2 separate regions of the Lactuca sativa genome follow, and region 1 is linked to region 2. A link is a contact called in public Hi-C data. All regions are on one chromosome and are shown on one strand. Each heading gives the region's core, a stretch centred on a gene start, on an enhancer-like site or on the middle of the called end of the contact. The rest is flanking DNA. Distances are from core to core; before and after follow the strand shown.

What was found. Hi-C and Micro-C count contacts between places; a contact is called where the count stands out from the background.
Region 1: a Hi-C map of seed shows a contact between it and region 2, with 4 times the contacts expected there. The contact joins the promoter of LOC111902717 here to the promoter of LOC111921376 in region 2. A contact is called at or near these places in 2 of 4 Hi-C or Micro-C datasets (leaf and seed).

What each region holds. Positions count from the first base shown.
Region 1 is chr4:163,545,161-163,549,651 of Lsat_Salinas_v11, forward strand. LOC111902717 (RING-box protein 1a) reads left to right here and starts at 1,444. Exons shown (of 5, transcript XM_023898531.3): 1 at 1,444-1,652; 2 at 1,728-1,778; 3 at 1,865-1,924; 4 at 2,717-2,788; 5 at 2,909-3,083. The coding sequence starts at 1,505. The coding sequence ends at 2,946. It overlaps LOC111902716 (guanine nucleotide-binding protein subunit gamma 4), which reads right to left. Exons shown (of 5, transcript XM_023898530.3): 4 at 3,467-3,514; 5 at 3,066-3,346. The coding sequence ends at 3,109.
Region 2 is chr4:163,022,141-163,027,083 of Lsat_Salinas_v11, forward strand. LOC111921376 (lipoxygenase 1, chloroplastic) reads right to left here and starts at 2,968. Exons shown (of 7, transcript XM_023916937.3): 1 at 2,247-2,968; 2 at 1,808-2,088; 3 at 1,296-1,533; 4 at 879-1,214; 5 at 608-801; 6 at 1-479. The coding sequence starts at 2,616.

The sequences.
Region 1 (4,491 bases), core at 194-2,693, 520 kb after region 2:
TGTTTTTATGCCATTTTTAGATAATTATTCCATTTTAAACAACCTTATCCATTTATGAAGATAATTATAGTTTAAATTGGGGGAAACTAGCTAAATATATTAATTACCTATCTAAAATTAGCCAAAAAACACATTAGCCAAACCTAGCCCACAAAATAGTAGATAGGTTAGGGTTGGCTACGGTCAACGAGAGTTGACTACAGTCAACCTTGGAAAACTACTATTTCGTCGCAATGGACTACTCTTTCGTGGCCCATCTACTGTTGTGTGATCCATTGATCCATAGTATATAATGTTTTATTTTTCACTTTATGTTACTTGTTCCTCATTTTTTCTTCCATTGTCTACTATTTTTTCTCAATAGAGCACTCGAAGAACAACGAGATACGTCCATTTTTAATTAAAAAATTTACCGTATTGTTGATTATGAGTAGTTTTTGTATATGAGGATAACCTTTTTTTTTTTGAAAAAACCGAAAAAAAAAATTAAAATCGTAGGTTTCTTACGAAACTTACGGTGTACAAGTCCACAATGCACAAAACCGTAGTTTTTTAACCCAAAACCGTAGACTTCAACACAAAACCGTAGTTTTCATAAAAAAACCGTAAATTTAACCCAAAATCGTAAGCTACGGTTTGGGAAATCGTATTTTATAGAGAGAAAACCGTAGGTTTTAAAAAATCCTACGATTTTATATCTTCAAAATGATTTTTTTTTATATTAAGTCATGTTTTGAAAACTAGACCGGACCTGCCGGTTCAACCGGGAACCATTTCCGGATCTGGTTTTTAAAGGCCAAAAAAACTGGTATTCGTGTGAACCGGTGAAAACCAGTAACAACCGGTCCGGTTGAACCGGTCAAAACCGGAAATTTTAAAAAATATATATATATTTTTTATTTTTTGTATTTTTTATATAATTAAATATAATTATGACATCATCCGGTTTTTCCGGTTTTTAGATCGGTTCGACCGGCTGGACCACTTGAACCATCGAACCAGTAAAACGACCGGTTCGATCTCCGGTCCGGTTTTCAAAACATTGATATTAAGCACGAAACAGTAGACGATTTTAAAAACCTACAGTTTCGTGGGTTATTTTGAGACAATTCCTAATTTTTGGTTAAAAATGATTAATTACTTTCTTAAATTGGCTTAGATCAGTAATTAGGCCGTTTAAATTTTCAATTTAAAAGATATACTTGATACCATAAATAATAAAGGGCGAAAGAATTTTTGATTTTTCTAGATGTCAAGTTCTCATTTATGAGTTGTAACATCGATCATGTCATAGAGATTTTCATTCCAATTAAGGGCGAAAGAATTAGATATAATTTATCGTAGACAAAAACTGAATTGTTAGAAATAGTTCAGGGACCAGAATAGTAAATAATTGAGCCAAATCCCGAGGGTTTAAACTTTAAATCACTATCAATCCACCAGAAATTAATTTGTTTCTTTAGACTCTTGACCTAGCCAAATTTCCCGGCGACCGTAGACGTCAATGGATTCCGACGTGACGATGGTTCCGGCCAGTGACGCATCTAGTCTTCCAGGACCTTCTTCATCTTCAGCCGTGGCCTCTTCTTCTTCGAAGAAACCCAAGCGTTTTGAAATCAAGAAGTGGAACGCTGTCGCACTTTGGGCTTGGGGTTTGTTTTGCAAATTCCTAATTCTGATTTTCCGTCTGTTGTGATTTCAATAACGATTTGATGTTCTTCCTGCAGATATCGTGGTTGACAATTGCGCGATCTGTAGAAACCACATCATGGATCTATGTGAGTGTAGTTTACTAAAAAAATCAATTCCACTCGTTCGATCGCTGTAGTCTTATCACTTATGTGTTGCTTTGAATTTTGATCAGGTATCGAGTGCCAAGCTAATCAGGCCAGCGCTACTAGCGAGGAGTGTACTGTGGCTTGGGGTAAGCTTTCGTCCCTGAACCCTAATTTTTTCCAATAGTATTCTCATATCCGTGTTTGTTATGTATTGAATTATGTGTTTGTGAATATCGTTGAGGATCCTAAAATCGTTGTACTCTAAGTGTACTTTTTCCCCAATTTTTGTGAAAGGGGTGTGATTCTTGCACTTAAGAATTTAATCCATCCACATAAAATAAAATACATGTTTTACTGAGTTATATGATAGCTATAAAGGTGCATACCTTATGTGGATTAATCAGTTTTCTTAAGTGGAGGAATCACAAGAACTTGTGAAAGGGGAATGAGTGCTCTGGATAATTTGCTGTGAATTTTGCCATAGATGAGCATTAATTGTTTTCAGATCTTTAGTAAAAGAAAAAGATACAAATATAGCAAAAATAATCTGAATAAGTTTAGCCAATTTTATCCATAGCAGTTGATTTAGGCCACTTGTGGATTTAGCTAATTTCCCAATATGGACTATGAAATAGGCTTATTTTCGGCCCATATCCAGTCCTCCAGCCCAATAGTGTGTTGGTATAAAAATTAAATATTTTAGTTAGTTTTCCTCTTATGACCATGAAATATGCTTATTTTGGCTACTTTTGTAAAATTCTCTTAAGAAGTATGTTTATAGCCATAATCATGCTTACAATACTTATTGAAACAAAATAAGCATTGTTTTCTATAAAGATGTTTTAGTTATTCTACATTAATTTGTAGAGACTATGAGACTAAATATTATGTTTCATTGTTTTGAATATAGCCTACAATGCTTGTTGATATTTTGACAGGTGTATGTAACCATGCTTTCCATTTCCACTGCATTAGCCGCTGGCTAAAAACACGTCAAGTTTGCCCTCTTGGTACCCAACCATCATTCTATTTCTTCCTTTAATAATAACAATTTACACACCACACACCACTTTTTTTTTATTTTATTTTTTTATTAAAATATAAAATTGTTTCAACTTTTATTTCTGTAGATAATAGCGAGTGGGAGTTCCAGAAATACGGTCACTAGATAATGGCAGCGGGCATTTGCTAATGGAAATACTTGTATTTTTGTTAATGTCGTAATGAAGGAATATCATGGGATTGTGTAATTTGTAGCATGTTTTAAAGTTTTTTATGCAAAGAATCTAAAATCAACTAGAAAAATATCCATATCGTACGTTTAAATATATCAATAAAAGCATGAACACGGGTTACAACAACAACAAGAAAATGAACATTTGGGGCATGATGGATTGCAACTACAGTTTATCTCGGGACACTTACAGTGTCCCGAGATACGTGTCTTCTTCTGTTGGGTGCTGCCAAAACAGCAACAACAGTTTGCTGACGGGCAGCATCTACAGTTGCTTTTTGTCTTGCAACAACCACAATAGCAACAACATAATAAGATGGAACCGAGCTTTTTCCTGATTTATTTAAGTTTTCCAAGAAAAAGAGTTTATGATTAGTAGGGGGTTGGTTCATATTTAATGAAATTGGTTAAGTTTTTGAGAGATGTTAGATATGCATATATGTTATTTGCTTACCCAAGATTCCTCCAAAAGTTTCTTGATCTACCACGAGTGTGCTTTGTGCTACAATATCAACAATTACCATGTATCAGCTTTTTCACTCTATCTATTTACATTTACTTTTGAAGCTATTAACTATAGTGCTTAATGACGTGGATGAAGGTACAAAATACAGGAAAAAAAATACAAATCGAGATCAAAACTGAAAACAAATCATTAGAGTTGAAATTCAGGCACTGTTTATAAAAAATAAACCAATTTATTGTAAATTAAAGTTAGATAAAACCATAAAAATATTTTATATTTTATGGTAGCTTGTAAAATAACTTATAAGTAATTTTTTGATAAACTATCATATAAGCTAGCTTATAAACTACTTTTTCAAACAGCTTATAAATTGGAAGTCGTAGTATATATTTTCACATACGCTTAAAAGATATACAAAAAACAAAATGGCACCAAAAAATTAGTCCAAACTGATTTTGAAACTTACGCTTCAATTTTTATTTTTATTTTAAATGAAAAAGAATTCGGAAAACCATAACAGAAAAACCCAAAAAGCAAAAAGAAAAAAAAACGACAAGAAAAGTAATAATATTATTATTGGTTTTCAATGAAAAAGTTAATAAATACTTTTCAGATAGATTATTGATTCCCATTTATTTTTCTAAAATAAATAGGAGTCAATTACTTTATTTTATAAAAAAAAGCTCATGTTATTCTAACCGACGTCTTAGAGCACAACTTTTACCAACCAACATTTTCTCGAATATATTAATACGAGAGATTTCATATTTAGTTCTTAAACAATATAATATGACCAACTAGTTATAAATAATACTAACATATCAATAAAATATAAATCCATTATGATATAGTATATTTTTTTGTCAAATAAACAATAAAATAAAAGATATTAATTATTATTTTAATAAATAATAATAAAATAATGTCAACTAAAAGAACATAAATAATTTTATTTTTATGAAGTAATAATTTATTGATATGATAGAAAGTAAAGACTTCAATTAATTTTACAC
Region 2 (4,943 bases), core at 1,718-4,217:
GGAGTGAAGCAGGATTCAATGACGCCATCAGCGTTGATCAAATTCTGGCGAGCTAAAGCATTGATTTCAAGCGTGTATCTCATGTGAGGATCTAGAAGCTTGTAGACAGGATGCATGGCGCTCAGTTGTCTGTGTGCAGCTAATATGAAAGGTTCCATAGCAGCATGTGTTCGTAACCAGTGGTGCACGAGTTGGTGGACGCCGGCGTCATTTGAGCATACATGAGCTTTGGCTAGCTGCCACATCCAGTTTCCGGTGGCGTCAACCGGCGGAGTAACTACTTGCTTTGACTCTGAACCAGGTAATGCTTGTGGAAGGCTGAGCTCGATTGCAATTGGCATGAGTGTGCCTGATGGATTTAGGTAGAAGATTGTTCGTGTTGCATATGCTTTACGTCCATCGAGTGCATTTATTCGATCGAGAAATGGTAGGTATATGTCATGGTAATCGATTATGAAGAGCTTATTTTCTTCAATTGCCTGTTATAAAATCATTCAAAATAATTGTAAGTTAATAGTATGAAAGAGGTTAGTTTTTTTTATTTTTTTTATTTTTTTTTATTATTATTATTATTATTATTATTTGTAAATAATATAAAAAATGTTACCTGTTGTACTGTCATTCCATCAAGATGGCCCGCAATATGTTCTTCCCGAAGAACAGACTGTTGTGGGCCATATTTATCAGGGTCAAGCCTGCTGACAGGCGGAAAAGTCTGGAGCTTTTCTATACTGACCGGGTTCACCCCCGCAAGTGTTTGTCTGGCGAATTCATCGTCACGCAACCAAGCAAATCTATCCTCTGAAAATCATAATCATTCGTAAATTTCCAATTTTTTTTAAAAATATAATCATAAATCCGTAATTTAAAAAACTTACTTGAAAGAATTTTTGGGGTATCATATTTTAAAAGGCCACCACCTTGGCTAGATTCTTGTAACCTAGTGACCAAATTAGGCAATGGAAGCTTCTTCAAGAGATCATCTTGAAGCCCTAATTTTAAAAGAACTCCTTCACTATAAAGACTATCGATCTGTGAAAACCCTTTAAAGTCGTGTTTTTTAGAAATACTTGCCACTATTGATGGCAATAAATTATGTAACACAGCTTTTAATCTCCCTGTTGAAAATGCATTTGCTTTTGACTCCTCAAATTGTTCATCTCTTGGAACATACATCGGTAATGGCTTCTCCACACGACTTTCAGCTTTAATATCTATAAATAATAAAATATATATTATATATCAAATGAATATAACCATAAAATTTATATTTATATTTATATAAATAAATATACCAGTATCACTAGGTACACGTCCAGTTCGGCATCTTCTTGGATAAGGGATTTTATCACCTCCAAGTGAAGGCCTAATATAGTCATTTCCTCTATCGGGATTTCCCAAATCATTATAAACATCGTAATCATAGATTCGATCTGACAACTTTCTGATTCCATCTCCATCACCTCGTAAATCTTTAAGCTCTTTGTCTCTTAAAGACTTTAATCCTAATGGAGTTTCATTAGGCAGATATGGCTGCAAATAGGAAAAAAGAAAGTTATAATTTGATTAATGAAAGCGAAAGACTTTGAATCCAAATTGGGTATTTTTTAAAGACCAGGGAATATTCAACTTGTGATAAGTTATCTGATGGAAATTTAAGGTTTGACTTTGAAAGTTTGAATCTTGACTTTCTTGATTTATTTTAGGATTCTTTGGCTGCTGGTTTTTACTAGTTGAATAATAACGACTTAAAAATAATCAAGATTTGACTAGGAATGTATGTATGTGGGAAAAGTCTTGAATTTACCTGATTAGAGAAGAAAATTCTGGGTTTTGGATGATCTTTGGTGGATTGAACCCATGAATTACAGGGGAAATGAACAGGACCACATGCAAATCCTTCAATGGTGATCGTCTCTAAGAAGAACTCGCTTTGATGCTTATTGGTAATGGTGATTGCTCCAGGGATTCCGAATTCTGAATCCACCGAGATATCAGCGGTGTAATTAACTCTTTCAGTTTTTAGATTCGATTTCTTTGACCAATCTTTAATCGCAGCTTCTTTGCTTTTCTTTGGAGCTCTTGTTTCTTCAAGATCAAAAAATAGAAATTGATTAGAAAGTTAATAACGTAATCTAGTAAGAGAGAATGAAAAACCCAATTCGAGAACATTCTTTGTTAATCGTTTTGGCTTTGAATTAAAATGATAAGATTCACAGAGGCATATCATCGAACAGTTGGCTTACTTGGATCAATATCGTTGCTGTAAAGCTCCAAAACAACGTTTCTCCCGATCTGATCGGTAAAAGCATCTATTTTCCTCAAAACTGTCTCGTTAAAATCCTCCTTGTTCTTGTTCCTAACAGTCAACACAGCTCTCACCTTAAACGTGACCGGTTTTTCAATTCTCACAATTTTGACCAAATCTTCACTGATTGCTGCCACCACCGCCGGACTCGTTGTTCTAACACCTTTCTTCAACCTACTTGACCTCGACCTCGTTTTATCAAGCGGAAACCTAACAGGGTTTACAGAAAATTGAACCCGATTTTGGTGACCAAGAAATGACGACTTCTCCACTATAGAACACCCCGTGATTTCTTTTACAAGTGCCATCTTAATTCCAGTTTATTCCGGATGAAACTGAAGTGGGTTTTCTTAATCAACGGAGACAAATTGGGAAAAACAGAGTTTGGTGGATATGAAAGAATATGCTTTGGGGGTCCAACATATATATACACACACAAGAATGAGAAAAGTGGAGAAGATGACGAAATCACCGGCCAGTCATGTCAGTCTACTGCGCACACACTCCACGTTTAACACTTTTGAATTTATGATCGCTTTCTCGTAGTTATTCCGTTCCATCGTTTTCTCGTCTTCATTCATATATATGTGAGGAAGACTGGAAGATCGGTGGTCTGATTTGGGGAGTAAAAACATTTCTTGTCAAACCGAGTTTCTGGTTTTGCGAGTCAAAACGCGGCCGATGAAGGTGCGTGGAGAGTGGGGAAGAATTTGAAAGGACCCATTTTTGTCCTTGTGTTTCACAAAAATGCTAATTATAACCCTATTCCGCTAAAAGATGCATGTGAGTCCTTACCTTATAGGAAAAGTAAAATAATACGGTTTTAAACACAAGTGATGTTGACAAAACATCACCCTATATCTCCATGGCAAGGTTAGTTGGGCTTGGGGTAAATAGCATTGTCACTATCACTTGTGAAGTGAACCCGAAAGAAAGGGTTATGATTATCCTAAAAATACTATGTGAAAGTTAAGAGTATCCACATCGGGCCTTTCAAAAAAAATTTGCAATGCCACTAAGCATATATAGATTGCCACTTAGGACTTCATCTTTCAATATTTAAAAGACTTGCAAGTTGCAAGTAGGTTTATAATATTATTTTAATCTATCAAATCACATGTTGCTTTTTTGCAAGATGTTAAACTTGCACCGGTGTAGATGCCCGGTGTAGATGCTCTAAGTTATTATTTTGAGTGAAGTGCAGCGTACAAAGGTAAATGATCATGTGTTATGATATTGCATACAAAGGTATTTATGAATACGAAATACTTAGATTATAGAGAGTAAGTATCTTACATACGATATACTTGTATGTGATGAGTTGGTTGTTTGTGTATATTTGGATAGTATAGGTTTGTCTTTATATAGTTAATATATATTTTGAACATGTATGGGTCGCATGTCTCCCAAATTTTGCAAGAAGTGGAACTCTATGTTCGTAGGTTATGCCTATACTTTTGGGTATCGCTTTTTGTTTGCTTTGATATGGGTCTACACTTGATCCTTAATCTGAATTGTGGTAGTGTGCAAAAGATGACATTACCATACGTAAATTGTATGGGTGCATCTATTCTATGTTGGTATACGTGCCTATATTTGACACATAATTGTTATCCGCATTCAAACCATCTCACCACATTAATTTGATTTAACAATAATATGATTATCCTAACTTTTGGTGTTCTTAAAAAGCCTTCGATTATTAGGGTTTTATATCTCCTTTTTCATCATCTTCTTTATTGCTTCAATTTTCTATACAAAAAATGAATTCTTAGGAAAATTGTTTTCTTCTTTGGTCATCGAATGTTTTGGAGATAACTGAGCAGTTTGACCTTTGCTCTTTTGTCAGTGTTGAATGTAACATCGTCAAATTGACATATAAGTTTTTGTCCTTTTTAGAAAAAAAATTAGAAATGAATAAAAAATAAAATTAATTAAAAAAATTTAGATATAACTTAATTCAACAATAGTAAAAAATATTGATAACTCTATTTATAAGTTTGATAGTCAAATTGACAAAGTTATGCTATACGAACCAAAGTTGTCAATTTAGAAAAGTTAAGATTTTATTCTTATTGACCAAATAGAACTTGAAAGTCATAAATTTTGGTCAAATGATATTTAAATAAATTTTTAAGGAGTAGTTAGTATTCCATGCCAAATCGTGGTAAAAGCAAAGTCTAGAGGGACCATTCTTGCCATTTTCAAAAAAAATTGCTTAAGATGAGAAACTCTTCTCCCCTGATTAATTAAACAATTTATTTTGTTTAGTTATGGAGAGCTTAGATGATGGTGATTTCTCATCCTCCTTGTTGTTTGAGTCTCCAAGTTTAGTTAGTGAAAACTAGTCATATTATCACAATCTCCTAGCTTCATAAGGTATAATTTTTCTCTTATCTATTCATTACATGGTCTATGGTTTGTGAAATCCTTCTAATATGAAATCAATATATCAAATCTAATGTCTTTTTTGAGATTATTACACCATTTCTCATTTCTAGATCAATCCTCAAGCAACAACTTCATTCGTAGTTATGAGATTTCGGTTTTGATGATGTAACACTTATTTTTCGTAACACGTATTATTTCGAAAGAGGTAAATTGATGTGAGACTAGTAAGTAAAATAAAGCATAG